Linked DNA regions of Mus musculus: region 1 is linked to region 2. The links are chromatin contacts, called in public targeted proximity ligation maps. All regions are on one chromosome and are shown on one strand. The core of a region is the stretch at or near the end of the contact, and the rest is flanking DNA. Distances in the headings are between cores, read along the strand shown.

Region 1 (4,519 bases), core at 690-3,189, 1.5 Mb before region 2:
CTCTGTTTTGTTTTGTTTTGTTTTGTTTTGTTTTTCTCTCTCTGTCAATGTTGAGATATTGATCTAGAGTTGGTGAGAGGTATGCTTACTAGTACTTATTTGAACGAGAATCCAATAATATGAATGATTTTATGAGTTTTACTTGGATTTCTGAAAAATTGCATTTATTTATTTGTATTATAAAAATGTGTGTGTTATATTTCAGCACGCGTGTGACATGGTACACATATGGAGGTCAGAGGACAGTTTATGGGAGAGGGTTAGCTCTCTTCTTCTATCATGTGGGTCCCAGATTTAAAAGGCTGGTTGTTAGTATTGGAGACAAGTGCTTTTATGCATGGATTTTAATCTCCTCTTTCCAATAAAATTAAAATAAGGGAAAGAAACCTTGAGAGGGTAGGCAGAAGAGAAATTTCAACTCAGTCTAATCCAGAAGTAGATAGTGACCAACACACTAATGGCCTTGATGTTCACAGGCTTGGAGAATTCTTTCACACACAGATTGTGTGACTTTACATAAACTACTTGTTTCCTTGAAGTTGATTTTGACTCTTTTGCAAAGACATGGATGGCGTTTCCTGTAAGCTTCATGTGCAGATATGGGCCAGGGCTGTGTGTGAATTCATGGTAAGCATAAAGCTCTCAGTGGATCACTAGCTCTCCCGTAAGAAAACCTTTACAGGGGCAGAAGGCTTCCCCAACAATTTGCTTTTGGAAGTCACTACTGCCCAGAATCGATTTTAGGAAATATCCTGTTCACCCTTGTGGATTAACAAACAAACATTGTGACAAACAAACGGGAGATCTGGAGGTTTTAAAGGAATCTGATGTGCCAACCACAGACGCTTGTTAGTGACTGATCTGTGGTTAGATGGCAAGTCCCTTATGTCTCCTATACTCACCCCTTTGAAAAGTATCTTAAACATAACACTAAGTGAACCAAGGGAGAGGAGGTGTGTGTAAACTGAAACAGGACAAGCAGAGATGACAAGATAAGGTGCTGTAACCGTGTCCTAATAAAATGTAAATGCGTACATATAAATATATATATATATATACACACATATACATATACACATACATGGATATGTTTATACACATATACAGTTTGACTTAGTGATGCAAATTACATGGACTGCTCATTGCCAGTTGTACACCCCTCTAACTCTAGAAGATTCTAGAAAAGCTGCTTCTCGAAGACTAGAGGCTTAAAGGAATTATTGCCACACATTGCTTATGAGGGATAGCAGTAAAGCAGGGATGCTGAGGGACTGCTTGCGTCAGATTTAGGAAGGACACAGAAGTGCCGGAAGGGTTGCTTAGAGAGCATGTCCTGCATAGCTGGGACATGACTGCAGCCACACTGTGGATAGTTGCACTTTCTTGCTTGGTTCCTTATTTTCCAGCTTTGTCCTTCTGTCCTCTCATTATCTATGTGTGCAGGCATGCTCTGAATTGCCAACCAGTGGCATTGCAGGATTGCAGAAAGAACTAGGGGCCATGCAGCTATCCCCACAGCACAGTAGATGCCTGTCTCCGTACCTGACAGCCATGGGGAAGAACGCTCTTACTGAATGCTCTGGCGTGTATCCCTATCTCTAGTTACCTTTAAGCTTGTACCTTTGAGAGTTCCCAGTGCCTGCTTGCAGTTTAGAGACTAATTTTTCATTACATCTGAGTTTTTCTATGTGAACAAATATTATTCTAGATTTCATTTCTCCCAGGGCAGCCTGATCGTTAGCATGTAGGAAGACATATGAAGTCGTTTGGAGATCAAAGAGCCATGTTCTGTGCTCTTAGACTGATGTCATACAAGAAAGCATATCCAAAGCTTTGGCCTCTTCAGTTGTTTAAAAAACCTCCCACGGTTGTTGACAGGCCTAAATGAGCTCACGCATGAGAAAGATTTAGCTGAGTGCCCTGTTCAGAGCAGTCATTCAACAAACGCAGCACTGACTGCCATTGTTTACCGTGTCTGACCTCATTCACCAAATATGTAACGTGCTTTTAACTCCGTGCCAGGAATGGACCCATGTGTGTTCCTGCCATATTTCTCAGCCCACACTTGGATCTACTTCTGCTCTCTGGAGTAGTTGTGACCCCATTTTAGAAGTCATTTCAGGAGTCACGGATGGGACGCTGCGTTGGCCACATTTAGGACTTACTTGATTTTCAGTCCCATCCACGGAAGAGTCTCTGTCCTTCTGGGCATGTTTCATACTCTTGCCTCTCACCACAGCTTTTTACAAACTTGTACTCTAGGAAGGAATTCTAGAAGCTCCTAGATAAACAGACTGAGCTGTGCTAGGGCCTGCTCTGTGGCTATGGGCTCTCTGAACCAAACAAACACGGATTTTCAGGTTTAGTTTGCCTGAGAGATTCAGCATCTGCATGGCTGAACCTTTGAAGACAGCTAGCTAGCTCACAAGATTTTAACCAGTTCTTTCTTTGGTTCTTCCCTCTTTTCTCTCTCCCTTTCCTCTCTCCCTTTCTTCCTTTCTTTCTTTCTTTCTTTCTTTCTTTCTTTCTTTCTTTCTTTCTTTCTTTCTTCCTTCCTTCCTTCCTTTCTTTCTTTCTTTCTTTTTCTTTCTCTCCCTCCCTCCCTCCCTCTCTTCCTTCCTTCCTCCCTTCCCTCTTCTTTCTCTTTCTTTCTTTCTTTCTTTCTTTCTTTCTTTCTTTCTTTCTTTCTTTCTTTCTTTCTTTCTTCCTTCCTTCCTTCCTTCCTTCTTCTCTTCTCTTCTCTTCTCTTCTCTTCTCTTTTCCTTTCTTTTTTCATTTATTCCTTCTTTCATTTTCTCTAGTCAAGTTTTCAATATTTCAGTATAAACAAAGTACAGCTACACACAGTATCGAGAATCAATGTGCTAGTGCTACTTTAACAAGGATCACATCATAGAGTGTTCTTGTTGCCTACGAAAACCTAGAGGACGCTTTCCATTATTCCCTTCCAGGCAGTACACATGCATGAATACAAAGGCCAAGATATGGAGGTGTGGGATTCCATAGCCCTGGATTTTAAGCTTCTGATATCGTATATTAGTCATATTGTTTAATGTCTCCAAGCTAGTCTCACCTCTGCAAAGTGAGACAAGACCCCCCCCCCCAACCCCACCCCGTTCCCAAGTCAGGGATGTCATTCAGAGGGACTTTTAGTTGATGGCATGGGAATATAAGAACTACTAATTAAGCTTAAGAATGCACATCTCAGACTCATATGAATTTATTTGTCCCTGTCCACAACCCCATGGCACTCTGCTGTGCTTCTAGTATTTGTTATGTTTCCATGAGCTCTGTGCACATTAGGAGACAGAGCTCAGATACATGACAGGGCATCCAAAAGCTCATTGGAAGAACGCCGGTCTCAGGGCTCTTCTACTGTATAGCATGATAATCCACAGTGGGTCTGCATGGAGAAAACTAGGCATTGTGAGATCTTCTGATCTTTTTAAAATTGCAGTGCACATGAAAGTACTTACAGTATCAAAAGGCCCCATTTCCAGGATGGGGGGTGATTTAGATACCCTCCCAAATGTGTGCCTGACCTCCTCAAGAGAACTGCATTTGTAGGAATGTCCAGAAAGGCCTGTGTCCGCACACACTATAACTTGGGTCTGGTCAAGCCAATGATTAGTGAGTTTGATATTACAGAAATTTGTGTTTTTGTAGTTTGGGCAGTGGGCATCAAGTAGTTCAGATTCAAGGTGTCAGCAGGGATGTGGTGTCATTGAAGGCTAGCAGGGAGGCTCTTTTCCTGGTGTTTGGAGGCTGCTGACCATCTTGGGCCTTCTGTGACTTGTGCTCATAGGTCTCCACTGTCTACCTTCTTTATTTCTGCACAGTTGTCTTCCACAGTGGTTGAGTCTATGTCTCCCACTTGTGAAAACACAGCTATGACTCGTGAAAGCACACTATTCATTATGTCTATAAAGACCTTGTTTCAAGTAAGTTTCTTCTAATTTACAACTTCTGGGTGGGTGTGAACCTTAGGTGACCAATATGTAACTCACTACCCAGTACTGTCTGTGTTTATCTTTCTCAGACCCCAGTGAAATGCTATGACTAACTTTTGAAGTCTGCTGGGCTCCAAGGAGAAGAGATGGGGTGAGGAGGATAAAGGACACATGGTCCATGCCAGGGAGGCAAAGGCTGCAGAGATTTTTTTTTCCCGACTCACATGGCATTTCCATCTGCCTTTTGCTATTCCTCTGAACTTCTTGATTTCCAAGTATATGGTGTTAACTGATAGTCTACTGGCTCAGATGAGGTCAAAATTTGTTTTTTAATGAGGAGAGACTGGCAGTTTTCATTGATGTACACTGAAGTTTTCTATCTTTGGGGGAAAATGTTTATAATTTCAATGCTTTACTTCTGAATGCTTTTGGTGAATTGTTTCTTCATGGTCATCGGAAACGTGAAAGAAACTTTAAATAGGATAAAATCAGATCACCTTTGGCACATTTCTCAAAGCAGTTACAAAATGAATACTAACTGAGAAAAGCGCTAAATATTTTATTTCAGC
Region 2 (4,886 bases), core at 996-3,495:
AGGAAATTGTCAGAGGATAAATTTAACTTGAAAAATAAGAGAGTGACAGAAGTCTACCTGGAGCTGACCTCTGGTGTCCACATGAATTTGTATACACAGGCACCTACATATACACATGCACACAGATATGCACACGCTGCACACACACACACAATCTTAACCTCCCGTGCAATCCCTGTGACCTGGGGTTACTTTATCAGCTGTAATGTCGTCCAAAGAACGTGAGAAAATACTTTATTATCTCATTTACTAATAAATAAAACCTATCTCGACAACCCTGTGAGAAGTCACTTGAGAGTCACCAGAACCATACATGCGGCTGCTTTCTGAGTTTCCCAACTCTCTCTTAATAACCCGACACCCACACTTCGGAGTGTCTTGTTCTTTTCCTGGGCTCTTCTCCATGCTTAATCCATGCTTCCTGGTGAACTCCAAGACTGATTCGCATGGGCACATCATCCAGGTCACTTTTTCCTGTGGTGAAGTTGAGACTCTTGGTTTCCCCTCAGGAGAGATCTCAGACCAAAACCTTCAAGCTACTGTAGATACAAGGAGGGAGCATGTGTCTCCAGATGTTTCTCCACTGCTCCTGACGCCTTAGTTCTAAGTGACTTTATCCTTACAGGGCATTTTTAAAACTTATTTTTGAATTTCCACAAATACAAGCAAAAGAATGCATATAAATGTATTTAAAACCTACAATACTGCCTAGCTGATTAGAAGAAGCACAACTTTGAAGGTTAAAATCTGGGCTCTAGTAGCCCCAATAATCTAGACTAAAGTGCTGGTCCCTATACGCCAATTAAAGAAATGAGTCATGGTGACAAGCAGAAAGGGAGCCATTGGATGTGACCACACTGGGAAGAAGAACAAATAAAGCGGTCTAGTGACCCAAGTCCATCTTCCAGATGCTGATGTGAGGATTAACTTCAAAGGCAAGAGGTCGTCCTAGCAGACGTGTGGTCCTGCCTGTCATTGATTCATCATCGTTGTCTCAGTTCTGACAGCCCAGGAACTGTTAAATAATCGATCTGTTCATTGCTGAGGGGCCAACCTTGTCTCCAGGGATAATTGTCCTCATCTGAGAGGACAGTCTGTCCTAGGAGGGTTTGTTCTGAAATTCAGTGTGACTGAGGAAGAAAGTTAAGATAGTAATTTACGTCTATGCCTTAAGCCAAGATACAGGTTTAAAAAAAAAGACAGAAGTGCCAGGCTTTTAATCTGCTTTATTAAATTCTTGATAGGCCTAAGTGGGTATTCAAGTTAGTGTGTGTGCATGCGGGGGGGGGGGGGGGGCTGCATGCTCGATCTCTCTCTCTCTCTCTCTCTCTCTGAAAAGTTAGCAGATGTTTTTAACTACTCAACCAATTCTCTAGCCCCTAAAATAATTTTGCAAAGGCCACTTCTAAGTGTCTGTTACAATTCCATGGAACATGCATTAACACAGCATAGATGAGATCTGAGAAACGTGTATCATATGTATTTATTACAAGCACAGGGCCTGGAGACACCTGAGTCACGGGCAGACATTGCTGTGTGACAATCGGGTACTCGTGTAAAATACAGTAAGTCACTACTTCATTTAGGAGTAAGTACCAAATAAGACAGACAAAATAGAAATATTTTAATGTATATAGTGTATTTTTATTAACGATGTTTCATGATACTAATTATCCCTACAATCCTCTACTTTGGTGTTCTCCTCTGTGGAAGAAGAACAAGAAGATGGAGAAGGAGGAGAAGGAGAAGGAGGAAGAGGAGGAGGGGGAGGAAAAATAATTAGCATTCCTCCATCTTTCCCAGAGCCTACATTTTCAGAAGAACGTGGAGTTATTTGACAACTTTCTCTGCTTTCAACAAATGTATTTTCTGGAAAAGCACTTTCCTGGCTCTCCTATTTCCCAGAAAAAGAAATGTTAAGGGGAACAAAACCATACACTCCTCCTCTGCTCCTCATGGGTCTGAGAATTCTGTCTCTGCCCTGTCCTGCCTACCTTTCAGGCTAATGCTTTGCTGTATTGTTACTCTATTTTGCTCTTAGACTGTGTCATTTCCAAAGCTATTCCTCGGAAACTGTAGTTATGTTTTAATAGATAGTTTCAGCTCCGAGGAATTTACTCGTCCACCCCTCATTACACTGCTTCTGACTTTGACGGATAGAGGAAATAGCCAGCCTGACTAGTCCACTGGGCACAGGCTCCCTGGTCGCCAAGATCACTAACACCTAATGCTTCTCTAATTATAAACATGTCTCATTCCTGGCCAGTTAACAGCCTCGCCACAGGGAGTGACTCCACATCCTGACTGCAAGGCTCCCTTCATTAGCTTAAACTAAACACCATAGCCTTCCAGCTTTATAATAACCCAAGGGCCCTCCCTCCCTCCCTCCCAGGACTGTAGCAGTAGGACAATCTTCATATTTGAACATGGACACAGATAATGATTAATGAGCTCCAACTTTAAACTGAAAATGTAAAAACTAAGGTTTGCTTTGGGGGAGGGGGGGTTGTTTGGTTTTGTTTTTTTAAGGAGCCACTTGTTGAAATAGTAGCTACGAATTGGGGATTTTGTTCTCTCTCTCTCTTTAAAGGCTTACAGTAAGACTCCTCGATGCTACCGACGTTAAGCAAAAGTGGGAAATGAAAGCACATGAACTATGGAGGCTTCACTGCGACTCAATGCTTCAGACATCTGGAAGTGAAAGACAAAAACCATCGAGATTGGAATTGTGAGGCCCTGGTTCACACGTCCTTTACATTTATAATCTAATAATCACACTTACCACCTTGTGTGGAAAATCCTCACCTGTCAAGCTCTGTATGAAGCGCCTCCGATTACCTCGGTTTACATGAGAGGAAACCTTTACAGAGAACGTCAGTACGTTGGCAAGGACACTAAAAAGACACAACTGAAATCTGAACTCTTTGCTCTACTGAAGAATGATGCTGTTTCTCACTGACTTCACTGCCTTCTTTAGGCTTTGATGCCTCCTGATAACATAATATGAAAACATTTAGGAAAGCTTCCTGTCTCTGAATCCACGGACACTTCACAGGAAGCCTCTATTATGTTGATGCATCTATCACAAATAGGAAAAGTAATTTTACTGAACATCTGTTATGAACCATATTATTCCTTAAAATAATTCTTTTTTTTTGTCTTTTTTCCATTTGTTAATTTATTTGTTCACTTTGCATCTCAACTGCAGCACCGTCCCCCAGTCCCTCCCTCACATGGCCCCACCACCACCCCTCTCCTTCACCTCTGAGAAGGGAGAGGTCCCCACCTGGGTACCAACCCACCCTGGCACCTCCAGTCACTGCAGGGTTAGGTATATCCTCTCCCACTGAGGCCAGACAAGGCAGCCCACTTAGGGAAACAGGATCTACAAGTCAGGCAACAAAGTCATGATAAGCTCAGACTCCAGTTGTTGGGGGACCCACATGAAGACCACGCTGAGCATCTGTGACATTTGTGTAAGGGGCCTAGGTCCAGCCTTTGTGTGCTCTTTGGTTGGTGGTTCAGTCTCTGGGAGCCTCCAAGGTTCCAGGTCAAGTTGATTCTGTTGGTTTTTCTTGTGGAGCGCCTGTCTTCTCCAAGTTTCTCAATCCTTCCCCCAACTCATCCACAAGACTTCTTGAACTTGTTCTAATGCTTGGCTGTGGGTCTCTGCATTTACTTCAGTCAGCTGCTGGGTGGAGCCTCTCAGGGGACAGATACTGCTAGGTTTCTGTCTGTGAATCCAGACTGACAGATACAAACATAGCCTGAGGCTCCAAGGTAGTTGAAAGAGGAAGACAGGCCTGCAATGTGTCCCTATTGATCCTCTGAGGAATGCTCAGAACATCCCCCCCCCCCCCCAACTGGCAGGGATGGCTTTTGTATTTATTTAGTCTTTGTTCCTAGGTGAATATCTTCGGGCTAAGGAAGTTTAAGTAAACAGGCTCACTGACACACTTGCATTGGTGACACCCACTTTTATCATACCTCTTCTCATGACATTTGAGGCCCTACATGGTCAGCTCCACACCAGCCAACATCATATAATAATGGTAAAAACAACCAAAGATTTTTCCTTTAAATTAGTGACTTTTACAGTATATTTGAATTGAAAAGAGGCATTTTTGTTTTTTTTATTTTGAGTCAGGGTCTTACTATGTAGTCTTAGCTAGTCTTGGACTCATTATGTAGATCAGGCTGGCCTTGAACTCCCAGAGATCTTGACTCTGCCTCCTGAGTGCTGAGATTGGTGGAATGGGCCACTATGCCTGTCTGGATGAAGCATTTTGTTTTGTTTTGTTTTTTTCTTCAGTCATAATACACGGAAAACACATGTTTTTTTATTTTGAGAACAATAGTCACTTACATTGCTAGGATTTTCTCTGTGTTACTATAACAATAAAGACACTACAATAATCTCTTAATTAAGTAAGTCAGCAGAAACTTGTTAGTATAAATTTATCAAAATGTTCATATAGATTTATCAAATCTAAGATGAGCTTGAAATTTTTGTTTTATTATTTTATGTGTATGAGTATTTTGCCTGACTGTATGTTTGTGCACACAGTGGCCAAAGAGGCCAGATACCCTGAGACTCAAGTTACCATGTGGATTCTGGGAATTGAACTCAGGTCCTCTGGAAAAGCAGCCAGGGCTCTTAACCACTGAGCCATCTCTACAGCCCCACAAGATGATATTCCTGTAACATGAAAATATAGGCAAGCATCATTTAGTTGATGTGACTAACAAGGACTAATGCTAAATTTTCTACTCTTAGACTTCACTATAATTTGCTTTACATAGCTTTCAAATGATGGAAAATATCCAAAACATACATGGCAAACCACTAACTTTGTTGACTATCATTTATCTTAACAGAACAATAA

What was found.
Region 1: a contact with region 2 is called in a targeted proximity ligation map of pancreatic cancer cells. A contact is called at or near these places in 7 of 39 promoter capture datasets (cranial neural crest, embryonic stem cells, frontonasal cranial neural crest and 4 more), 42 of 484 Hi-C or Micro-C datasets (the 3T3-L1 cell line, 3T3-L1-derived adipocytes, the AML12 cell line and 23 more), 15 of 130 datasets of targeted methods (the NIH/3T3 cell line, astrocytes, embryonic forebrain and 9 more) and 3 of 9 other capture datasets (adipose tissue, embryonic stem cells and liver).

Annotation. Positions count from the first base shown.
Region 1 is chr19:31,748,966-31,753,484 of GRCm38.p6, reverse strand. It overlaps a transcript of Prkg1 not described here. Among named protein-coding and RNA genes, the nearest start is that of Prkg1, 87 kb to the right of the region's middle.
Region 2 is chr19:30,253,905-30,258,790 of GRCm38.p6, reverse strand. No RefSeq gene overlaps it. Among named protein-coding and RNA genes, the nearest start is that of Mbl2, 23 kb to the right of the region's middle.